4 separate regions of the Mus musculus genome follow, and regions 2, 3 and 4 are each linked to region 1. The links are chromatin contacts, called in public Hi-C and HiChIP or PLAC-seq maps. All regions are on one chromosome and are shown on one strand. The core of a region is the stretch at or near the end of the contact, and the rest is flanking DNA. Distances in the headings are between cores, read along the strand shown.

The links. A called contact is a pair of places that touch in the nucleus more often than the background predicts. HiChIP or PLAC-seq counts read pairs in DNA pulled down with a chosen protein or histone mark.
Region 2: a contact with region 1 is called in an H3K4me3 HiChIP or PLAC-seq map of craniofacial prominence, with 4 times the contacts expected there. The contact joins the enhancer-like site here to the promoter of B3glct in region 1. A contact is called at or near these places in 1 of 39 promoter capture datasets (the HPC-7 cell line) and 5 of 115 datasets of contacts at active chromatin or transcription factors (craniofacial prominence, embryonic basal ganglia, embryonic forebrain and 2 more).
Region 3: a Hi-C map of uterus shows a contact between it and region 1, with 2.8 times the contacts expected there. The contact joins the enhancer-like site here to the promoter of B3glct in region 1. A contact is called at or near these places in 16 of 39 promoter capture datasets (the 3T3-L1 cell line, the C10 cell line, the HPC-7 cell line and 9 more), 2 of 15 datasets of contacts at CTCF or cohesin (pro-B cells and stem cell-derived epiblast-like cells), 19 of 484 Hi-C or Micro-C datasets (B cells, CD8 T cells, Sertoli cells and 11 more), 17 of 115 datasets of contacts at active chromatin or transcription factors (T-cell acute lymphoblastic leukemia, astrocytes, cardiomyocytes and 12 more) and 3 of 9 other capture datasets (adipose tissue, embryonic stem cells and pancreatic islet).
Region 4: a contact with region 1 is called in an HNF4G HiChIP or PLAC-seq map of pancreatic cancer cells. The contact joins the promoter of Medag here to the promoter of B3glct in region 1. A contact is called at or near these places in 1 of 39 promoter capture datasets (liver) and 1 of 115 datasets of contacts at active chromatin or transcription factors (pancreatic cancer cells).

What each region holds. Positions count from the first base shown.
Region 1 is chr5:149,676,912-149,679,638 of GRCm38.p6, reverse strand. B3glct (beta-3-glucosyltransferase) reads right to left here and starts at 1,409. Exons shown (of 15, transcript NM_001081204.2): 1 at 1,260-1,409. The coding sequence starts at 1,302.
Region 2 is chr5:150,079,315-150,082,041 of GRCm38.p6, reverse strand. It overlaps Rxfp2 (relaxin/insulin-like family peptide receptor 2), which reads right to left. Exons shown (of 18, transcript NM_080468.2): 18 at 1-1,097. The coding sequence ends at 838. Among named protein-coding and RNA genes, the nearest start is that of Gm38755, 18 kb to the right of the region's middle. Within about 2 kb of position 1,416, at least 53 of the 459 cell types and tissues checked have an H3K27ac peak or open chromatin away from gene starts, as enhancers often do. A contact at or near this core is called in craniofacial prominence and embryonic basal ganglia, where this site is marked.
Region 3 is chr5:150,030,017-150,032,743 of GRCm38.p6, reverse strand. All of the region lies in intron 1 of Rxfp2 (relaxin/insulin-like family peptide receptor 2), which reads right to left. Among named protein-coding and RNA genes, the nearest start is that of Rxfp2, 13 kb to the right of the region's middle. Within about 2 kb of position 1,368, at least 41 of the 459 cell types and tissues checked have an H3K27ac peak or open chromatin away from gene starts, as enhancers often do. A contact at or near this core is called in cerebral cortex, nephron progenitors, neural progenitor cells and 2 more, where this site is marked.
Region 4 is chr5:149,410,343-149,413,069 of GRCm38.p6, reverse strand. Medag (mesenteric estrogen dependent adipogenesis) reads right to left here and starts at 1,321. Exons shown (of 5, transcript NM_027519.4): 1 at 815-1,321. The coding sequence starts at 1,092.

The DNA.
Region 1 (2,727 bases), core at 160-2,659:
TGGGACCAGTTCTCTGATTTTCCCGGAGGCCTCAAGGTTCCGCGGGGCACCCCGGTCCTCCCTCCCCTCCTTGCCCAACTGCATTAGGAGGAAGGCAGGCCAAGTTTGTAGGTTCCTAGGGAGTGGTACACAAAGAGAGGAGGTCTCTGGGAAATTGCAGGAGCTGAGGGTACAGGGTGGGGGTGACGCAAGGGATACGGGGAGGGGGGCGCGCCTTGGGGCGTGCTAATGGCTGTATCAGGGTTCTGTAAAGCTGGGTAGGGTCTCAAGGAACACACGATGGGATGCATGGAGTATTTAAGGCAAAACGGTGTGTGCTTGACTGGGGCGATGGGCGGGGGTGGGGGTGGGGTGTAGATAGTGGGACACCGGTCATGCACAGCAGGAGATCCAGGGTACATACGGAGGAGTGGGAAAAGGGGTGCCCATGGCCGAGTGCAGGTTGTCCACAACAGGAGGTACAGGGTGCACAGGGCGGAACACGGGGGATGCACAAGGTAGAGAGCGGGGTGCACACAGTGGGATGCGGGGTATGCACGGTGAGGTGGGATACGGTATTCAAGGTCGGGAGGGGTGAAACTTGGGATATGCACCTCCAGGCACTGGGAATGCACATGGAGGATCGAGGGGTGTGCACAAGGTGGGGCGCGGGGATGCACATCTAGGGGTATGGGATGCACAACTATGGGACCCATGAGTGCACAGCTGTGGGACACAGGGGCACACGGTAGAGAGCAGGGGGTGTACGGCCGGGCACGGAGTAAGCACAAGCAGAGGGTGCACACGGTGGGGCGCACGGAGTGTACACAGTGGGGCGCAGAGTGCACACGGCGGGCCGTGGCATGAATGCCGTGGGGCGTAGGATAGCTACGGTGGAGTGCGGAGTGCACACCGCGGAGCGCGGCAAGCATTCGGCGGGGCGCTGGGGGCGCACAGGGCGGGGTGCTCATAGTGGGGCGCGAGGTGTGCACCGCAGGGCGCACGGGCGGCGCGCAGGGGCGGGAAAGGCGCGGCCTCTTGTAAAGTTTCTAGCAGTTGCGCGGCTCTGGCTCCCGACCCGGCCGCGCCCTCCCCACCAGCCCGCGTGCCCCGGCGGAAGGAGGCGGAGATGGAGAGGGCGCGGGCCGAGGGTGGCGCCACTAGAGGGCGCTGCGGCCGGGACGGGGCGGGACGGGGCGGGCGGCAGCCGGAACCGCGCGGGGGTGGCCAGCAGCCCCGGGACTCCCTCCCCGCGCCCGCCCGGGCCGCTCGCTACTTACCCGCGGAGCAGCTGAACAGCGCCAGCAGCGCGGGAGGCCGCATCCCGGAGGCAGAGGCTCCGCGCCCTTCCCGGAGCCGAGCTGCGCGGACGCCCTGCGCGCCTGACCCTTCTCGCGCTCCCCTCCTCCTTCCCGGCGCCGCGCCGGCTCGGGCTGCGCCCTCTGGCGGCCGGGATCGGGAGCGCCCCGGTGTACGCTCGCAACCGGCGCGGTTGTAGGTGGTCCTGCTGCCCAGCTGGACCGCGCCCTCCTCTGGGCATCTGACCTCAGAGCTTCTTTTCTGACCCTCTGACAAACTCTGCCGTCATGCCCTTCGCTTCCCAGAACTTCTTTCCCCATCCCTAGCAGTAGATCACCCTTACTGTCCTCAAAGTGAAGGAAGAAGGATCGTTTTTTTCTTCCCTGCTAATGGACTATCTTCAGTTTTTATAAAAAGCAAAATCGATAATTCAACTCTTAATATTGTTGGCACCGATGTTCTACTTTGATGAAGGTGTTTTTAATCAGCTCAACTAATTTACTTAATATCCTCTTCTTAAATGGAATTTGATTAATAGCTTTGGCCCGGAGTTTTGCTCTTAATAGATGTTGGTGTAAAGCTAAATTTTTATTAATGTTATTTTGAGTGTTCACTGTGATGGAAGAGAGAGGGTATTCAAGATACTTGATGAAAATGAATCAATTAAGAACACAGAGAAGAGTGAGGTGGAAAAGTCACATAAGCAGAGTTCCTTCCAGCACAGAATCCTGAAGGGTCTCCCTCCCACCCTGGAAGAGTTCCACCTGAGGACCTTACAGTTACATTGTAGTGAACCAAAGAGGGAAACAATTACAGGGAAGAATTAGAGGGACCCTTCCCAGAAACACAGTTTCTCCTGCATCTCCAAGGATGTAAAAAAGACTGACTGAGCAACCCTGGCTTGTGTTTAGATGATGCGAGGCTAGAGGGCAGCTAGAGTTGCCTTTCAGCCACTGTGGTCACAGGACAAATGACTCACCGAACATCTCCCCCAACCACAGGTAGTAAAACTCTAGGGCAAGCCTGCTCATAAAGACTTTGGCAGTCATATTTCTTAGTTTCTGTGTGTTTCTTGTTGACTGGTGCCAGTCTCTTGACTGATGAAGACCAGCGCTACAGTTTTTCCAAATTCTTGGTTGGCTGCTTTAACTCCTTGGGCTTTCTTGGGAAGTTCTAAAGCTGATAGACAGTTTCCCATTGCTAAAGTTTTCTAGCATTCTCCTAGGAAATATTCCTTCCCTTTGTTAGACACCGTACCTATAAACAAGATGTAAATAGAGAGAAAAATCTAGTAGCCAAGTAACACAACTGAGGACCCTACTTTGGTAGCAAACAACTTTGAGGGCTTAGTGGATCAGACTTTTCATTGAAATTATCCTGGAAGGATGGAGAGGTGACTCAGTGATTAAGACCATGTACTACTCTCCTGGAGGGCCTGAGTTCCATTCC
Region 2 (2,727 bases), core at 167-2,666, 400 kb before region 1:
TGGGGAGATCTGTGCAACTAAACAAATGGCCCCAGATCAGACCCGCTGTCCTGAGTTATATTTTAACTCTCCCTTTAACTCTTTGTGCTAAATGAGAGAGAGAGAGAAAAAACTGACCAGAAATAGAAATATTGTTCTAAAGCATTTGAGAATTATAATCTTTGGGGAAAGTTTGGGTTTCCAATTTCCTTTCCTCTGTGGGTGATGTTAGAAAAAAATCATCTAAGATCTCAGCTTTTCTGAGCTTAGAGGTCAAGAGGCGACTGACTCTAGTCTCCCACAGCATGTCTCCTGCTTGTCTGGTCATGCTAGTCACGATAAAGTGGTGCGAAGAACTGCGGTCAAAGTTGCTATTCCAGCAGCCTGCAGAAGCTCTCAAAAGTATCAATAAGATGTTGACGGTTTCATTCGCTACTGAAAGAGCAATGACAAAGATGTTCATTTTGTGCCTTGGTGGTCACACTGGAATAAGATGTCATAGATGCCCATACTTAACAGACAGTGCAACTCGGTGTAAGAGAAGCCATGGCAGTGTCTACATGTGGGCATCCAGGGCTAGGCAGGCAGTACTGACTGCCTGGAGATCCACCCTGTATCAGTCTACATGGATTCACTTGTATATGCCAGGTCTGAGCCGGCAAGGATGCGATGCTATTCTCAGCTTGGTCCACAGGTCCTAGAGCTGCCACCGGAATGCAGGGGCCAACAGCCATTCCATTGTGTCCCTGGTGCTGAGTGGGTGGCTGCTGGCCAAGATGGAAACCTTCTCAGATGCCATCTTCCCCAAATTGTACCTTGTTTTAGGTAGTACCCTCAAAGTCCAGCAATCCAAAGCCTCTACGGGGAGACCGGCTTCATTATACTGTCCCCAAGGGCTATTTTGCTCAACACTCCAAGTTTAAGTGAAGACTCGTCTGTCCACACAATGGAAGCGGATAAACTTTTCTTCTTAACTTTGAAGATGGGTTTCCTCCGATGTTTGTGCAGCAACTGTTTCAACTTGTCCTTAAAAAAGGAGGTCGTCAGAGTGTAGAGGATGGGGTTTAAGGCGCTGTTCACCGGAAGGAAAAAAACCACGATCCAGGAAGTGATTGTGCCTGGCGAAATAAGTTTGAAAGGAAATAGAAAGTGGATTTTCTCTCTCTCTCTCTCTCTCTCTCTCTCTCTCTCTCTCTCTCTCTCTCTCTCTCTCTCTCTCTCTCTCTCTCTCTCTCTCTCCTCTCTCTCTCTCCTCCCCCAGGTCCAGTCCTCCCCCACCGACACCCGTCCCCAGCCCATCCCTACTGCTGTAGCAGAACACCAACTGCAACCTCCCCCACAACAATCTCCCGTGGATCCCACACACTGTCCTCACCTAACTTCCCTGTTCCCACTCGTGCAATTACAGCAGGCAGCAACTGCTAAAGCACAGGTCAGGCTTGTTGACATTCCTTCTACGCTCCGCCCAATAGTTACCTAGCAACAGCCTAGTAGGCCAGGCTTGCTATATAAAAGGGACTGTTCCCCTCCCCCCCTCCCTTTCCTCTCTGACCCCTTTCTCCCCTAAGCCCAAATCTCTACGTTTCTCTCTCTCCCTCTCCCTCCCTCTCCCTCTCTCCCCAACCCCCATGGAGGGGTGCCTCAGCATGGGCTCCCTGAGGTACCCCTTCCCACGGCACCATACCATGCTATATAAAACATATCCTTGGCCTTATAACACATATCAGTGCCTACCAGAAAACCAGGCAGGCTGTCTGCAGACCTCCCCTTCCTCTTCTTTCTGTTCCCCAAGACCCAACTCCCCAATCTCACTCTCAGCTCTGCAGCAGAAATACTTCCCTGCCCCCTTCTCCCATCTTCTGTGGATCCCACAGATCTTCCCTTCCTAATCTTCCTTCCCCCAATTCGTTTCTTTGTCCCAGACCCCAAGTCCAGCATGCACCTCCCTGCTAATCCAAGGCGCAACAAATAGGCTGAAGGCAGACCCACACCTCTCCTCCTGCTCCTGGGTTCAGACGCCCTCGGTCCAGTCCCATCCCAGCTCTGTAGCAGGAAACCTGCTGAGGTCTCCCTTTCCTCTCTGATCTCATTCTCAGTGGATCACAAAGACCTTCTCTTCCAACCTTCTTTCCCCCACCCCATCTCTCTTAGCCTTCAACACCAGTAGGCATTCCCCATGGACACAAGAGCTGAACAGGACAAAAACCAGGCAACACACATCATCACATGCTCCAAAAATCCAGAGAGGAAACAGAAACCAAGGAACAAAACACCCACCCCACAAAGACAAATCCAGCAATCAGTGCCTAGATATTTAATCATCCCAAAACCAGACGCTGAAACTCCAGTATAAAAACACAACAACAGCCAGGGTACTAACTCTCCATGAGAGCACAGCTATCCTACCATAGCAGGTCAGGAATATTCTAACCTCGCTGAAGCATAAGACAATGACCTTAAATCAGCCTTTATTGATAGCATTTCCTTAAAGAGGAAATGGATAAATCCCTTAAAGAAATCCAGAAAAGCATTTAATCCCATCACTTGGGAGGCAGAGGCAGGCGGATTTCTGAGTTTGAGGCCAGCCTGGTCTACAAAGTGAGTTCCAGGACAGCCAGGGCTATACAGAGAAACCCTGTCTCAGAAAAATAAATAAATAAATAAATAAATAAATAAATAAATAAAACAAAAGAAGAAGAAAAGAAAAACAAAAACAAAAACAAAAAAAAGAAATTCAGGGAAACACAA
Region 3 (2,727 bases), core at 119-2,618, 350 kb before region 1:
AATGACTGAACTCAGCTCCTTTCTCTTTGCCCTCTGTCTTCTTCATGTCTGCCACCACTTGGTGCTCAATTAACTTTAAAAAACAAATCAACTCCCATAGGAGCTGAAAAAGGAAAGAACCTCTTTCAGAATCTGACCTTGCTAACGCTGTGGGCTCCCGTTTCAACTCTGAGTAGATAAAATCCCGGGTCCTGTGTACTGTACTTCTCATTCTCCCTCATAATCATTAAATTTAGATAATAATTAAGAGTCCCGGCTGTGTTTGGCACATACTGAGGGAGGCCCACTGGGCATCTGTGGGAGGCATATTCTGCAGTCTGGGGCTCCTGCCATCTCTGGCTGCAGTAGAGAGAGGCAGTCTTATTGAAACTCAGGGATTATAAAAGTGGAGGTGGCCAACATCAAAGCAGAGCTGGTGGCTTCCAGAGGTTTCCATGGGACCCCTTTGGCCAAACTACAGCAGTGAGAAGATCTGGGCCCGTGCAAGGAAACCACTGTCCAGCCCCCCCACCCCCATCCAGTCAGTACTCCAGCTGTGCACTGGCATGATGTCATAGCCCTGCAGCTGCCTTTCAGAGCCGCCAGCTGGGCTGCTGCCCAAGGATGCTTTGAGTTGCCAGTTAACACTTCTCCTGGGCTCCTGGGAAGGGATGTGTGAGAAGGATCTTTTAGGTTTGCAATGTAAAAAATCACTAAAGATGGTCAGGTCCCTGTTTGATTTTCTGACAACAGTACTGTTGACTGGAACGGAGGAGAGTCGGGTGTTCTGAAGAACCAGCCTGCCCCCCACCCCCAACCCCATCCCCGTCTTAGGCTTGAAAACCAACTTTTAGTAAAGACAAATCAGGTTCACTCCTGTTTATGATTAAACCTGTTTCTCAAGGATTGGGCTATGCCCCACCTGTGTCCTTAAACTATAAATGGCTCTGTTCTGCCTGTTCCAGGCATGACAATCATGTCTTTGTTTCAAAGGGTTGATGATAATCACCTTGCAACCCTACCTTTGTTTCAAAGGTTATAGGATCACCTACAACTACCTTGTTATGATACCTGTTGCTATGTCTACTTTGTTATACCTACTTTGCAATTATGTCTTTGTTATGTTTATGCTCTGCTCCTGGAACCCCACCTATTTTGCACCCCTAAATCCTCCATTTAGAAACCCCCTACTCCCAAGCATGAATAAAAAAAGCTTGCTTTAATGAGTTTGGCCATGATGATTTGGGTCAGTGATCTTCTCCCATCTTTGGGATTAATGGTCCCTCCACACGAGTGCCTTCCAGAAAGGGCATTCCACAGAGGTGACTGACTGAGACCGTTTCCTAGGCGACCTGAATGGTGCTGTTCACCTCGGTGAGGATGACACTGTCACTGAAAGAGGAAACCATAGAGCAGAAGGTCACAGACAGAGCCCCAGCCACACACTTAAGAGTTAACTACTGCAACATCCAGGAAATGTTAACCGGGTCATGTCGGCTGCCAGTCAACAAGACAGGCAACATCATCTCCCCTGGGTGTTCTGAGTGGGATGAAGCAGCTCTCTGTGCAGTTTGCACTTGATCAGTCCACTTTCTGGAAGCTGCTCTACTTCTGGCAAGTCAGAGCATCTCTAAACATGTTGTTTAGAGTCCAGGCTGACCACTAATGTACAATTCTCCTGCCGTAGCATGGAGCGATGAGATCACAGCCTGCCATCATGCCTGCCTGGCTGTGTTCTGGTGTTTAAAATAACCATCTTGTTCAGTGTGATTAGAGAGTCTGCCTTCTTTCTGAAAGCTGCCCAAGACCGAGACACTCAGAGAATGCCCATTGAGTGGGTGAAGGATGGAGGGGCAGGACAGAGTGTGACAGTGACAGACTAGATGGATCCCTGAAGTGTGCAACACTGAGAGGAGAGAGGATTGGACCTCTGTCTCATCTCTTGCTTCTCAAATTCTGAGTCATGGATTCCCCTGTCTCAGAGAACCTTCATTCACAGCTCTTCTAAGTGAGGATTCTTCCAAATCCCACCAATTTACAGCTCCCCTTCCCCCGCACCCAGGGGTCCTGACATCACCTGATCAGGATGCTCCTTGTACAGATACAAGGTACCCCTCACATAGACGGCCTACACTGAGACATGTGGGGACTGCATGGCCTGGCCGTGGACCAGGGTCAGGGGTGATGCCTGAAGGGGGATGCCTCCCTACTTGCTCACAGGAATGTCTCTCAAGTCTACCCTTTGCCCAGCATCTCAGGTGCTCTCTACAGTAAGTACAGACCTGCTTTTCTGTATTCCCATTATCTTTTCCTTGTCATACCATCCCTTCCACATTGGTCTCATTCAGTCAGTTCTCAGAGGCCGGACATGGCTTAGAGATAGCATGCTTGTCTAGTGAGGTCCAGGTTTAATCACCACATCACAACATGTATGTGGGTGCGTGTGTGCATACACACACACAGGCACAAATGCACACACGTGCAGACACACACATACACAGGTGCACAGACACACACACACACATGTAGGCACATACACATACAAACATGCACCCTTGCACGTACATACACAGGCATACACACATGCACACACAGACCCATGAACATACACACACACACACACGTAGGCATACACACATATATAAACACGGGCATACATACATGCATCACACACACACACATGAATGCACACACAGGCACATACACAGGCATATATACACCCATCACACACACACACACACAAACACA
Region 4 (2,727 bases), core at 72-2,571, 270 kb after region 1:
CTTTGGCTGCACCCTAGCCCAGTGATAAATACATCGTATCTTCACAATCGGGCCGGCTGCGGATCGCTCAGACTCCAGACTCACTTGGTTCTGGGGCACTGAGCACCCTATTATACATGGATGAGGGCCATGTACCCTATTCCTTCAAGGTGACCCGGTAATGCTGAGATCAAAGTTGGCTTCCACATCCTTGCCAGCTTCAAGCCTACCAATGGACGTCTGAGTCCTCTTGGCCACGACAGCTCCTGAGGACCACTGGATAAAGGCCAGGGTCTCACAGTGCTCTGCAAAAAACCACGAAGCTATCTTTGCCCTTATTTCTGCCCAAGCTGTCTATTCACCCAAGAGCCAACACGGGGTCTGGGGTTCTGGGGGCCCTTTTTCTTCTTCACTATAGTTGCTTGGTTTAAGAAACACCGAGAGAGCAATTACTCTGGGAAAATGAACTATCTGCATGCTCCAGCTGCATAAAGTTATTCTCGCTCATAACTAAAGCTAGGTGCGAGGATCCGCATCCAAGACATCTCCTGAGGGTTGTGCCTGCACACTGAGCTCATCCGACCTAGTTTAAGGGCAGAATGGAAAAAACTTGCCACCAGCTTGTTGGGTGGGACTGAGTGTGCTTCCCACCCGATCCTCCCTACATTCTCAGCAAAACGCCCTAGTTACCTGCTTGGGGGCTGGGGGGAGGAGGGTTCGGGCTGTAGGGTGGCAGGTAGGTTATCTCCATCTCCAGTCCCCAGTCTACCAGAGACAGGGCAGCAGCCAGATAGAGGATTTGCTCCAGGCTAGAGCACACGGTGTGGCCACCTACCTCTTGATGTAGCTGCTGAGGCGATAGAGCTGCCCTTCTAGGCGCACAAGGCCGTCCCCGAAGACGTTGAAGCCCCCACGTGCGGCCGCGGGTTCCCCGGGCCCGGGCACCAGGAGCTGCTCACCGCGCAGTTGGAAGGCACCAGGCTGTAGGCGGAGCAGCTGCGACAGGGGCAGCAGGGCCAGCTCGCAGTCGCACGTCCACAGACTGCGCAGCTCCCCGGATGAAATGGAGGTCAGGCTGGGTCTGGCCACAGGCTCGCACGCTGCAGTGGCCATACTCAGGCTGTGGCTCTGTCCCCTTCCTACCCTGAGGGTCGCTAAGTGGGAGGAGTAAATCTGTGGTCTGTCCCGAGCTACCTTGGGCTGCGTGCAAGTAGTAAGTAGCTCAGGAGCCCTCTTGTCACCTTGAAGGTTGCCCACCCTTGTGGAGCGCTGCAGGCAGGACACTGAGAAAGCGGTCCCCGCGCTGCGCAGCCCCTTTTATCAGGCACCAGGCACGCCCCTCCGGCCCCCAGGCAGGACCCCAGATGCTCCTCCGCTCCGGCAGAGCAATCAGTGTTTCATAACTTGGCATGCTCCCACCTCGCCTGCTCACAGCCAAGACTAACTTAGTCATCCCACTCGGGTCAGACACTCAGCCCCCGCGCGGGGCCCTCCCTGCCTGGTCCACACTGCATGGTGCAGCATCCTCCCCACGACAGATGCCCAGGCCTGGCTCAGCGCCGATTAATCCCTCAGGTACCACAAAGCGTTCCTGACCACTTCTCCACCTGGGGCCCAGGGGCTGTCAGCTTAGGCTGGGAGTTGCTGCATCCGTATCTACATCCCCCATTCTATGCCTCATCTGTCTGCAGCTCACTCCACCTCCACCTAGATGACCCAGCTTTTCCTTCTCTCAGCACTTCCTGGAGCGGGTTCCCACCCAGCATCCTTCCATGAAGGCCTGCCACTTTCCCAAAAGGTTTTCCTGCATCCCCTGTGCACTCCAGACCTTGACCCTCTTGCTTTTCGCTGCCCGGTGGCCCCTTGACAGCTTTGTGCTTGGATTCAAGCGGGAAGTCCCCTAGCAGGCCTTCCCAGCCCTAGTCCCAGAATCTGTTAATTTGCTCAGTTTATAAATATTTGAGTGCTCTGGCTACGTGCTCACACGTCTCCTGAGGGATGAAAAGACTATTCCTTTCAATTTAATTAAATGACTATTTCCAGCCTATCTAGTAGAAGATGAAGAATAAGCTAAATCCTGAGAATGTGGGTGGATAACCACAACCCCTGTTATCATCCAACTTGTAGTCTAACAGAGGAGCAGGCATGTGTTCCAGCAATTACATTGACTGAGTCTCTGCTCTCGGTAAGCTGGCATGAGACTCCAGGCAGCGCCGAGAGGTAAAATTTAGAGTCTATCTTCAGTTTGTCTCTGAGAGCCTCCATAGAGCCTGGGTTTAATTGATTCAAACAGAAGCATTTCTGCTACATTTCACTTTTGCCATTTACTTTTGAAGGTTTTAAGTTATTTTTATTTGTGTGTGTGTGTGTGTGTGTGTGTGTGTGTGTGTGTGTATGAGTGTTTGCATGTATGTATGCACACCTCATAACCACCGAACCATCATCTCTCCAGCACCCTCACCCCAGGTGTTGTAGAATTTTTATTCTGCTTGCTTCATTTGATGGTAAGAAGCACGTTGTGTTTCAAACAGCACTGCCTTGGTAAACTATTTCAAACCACTAAGCTATTTTCCATCAAAGGAATGCACTCTTCTTTGTCTAGACTTTCCTTTACTGCAACATTAAAATCACTTTGTTTTCTCTTACTATGGTAACACACCATTACACTTTCCATCTTTTCTGCACTCCCTCCCCTCTCAGAAATGGAGTTGCTGGGATAAGTGACAGGAGACAATGCAAGGCTTATGC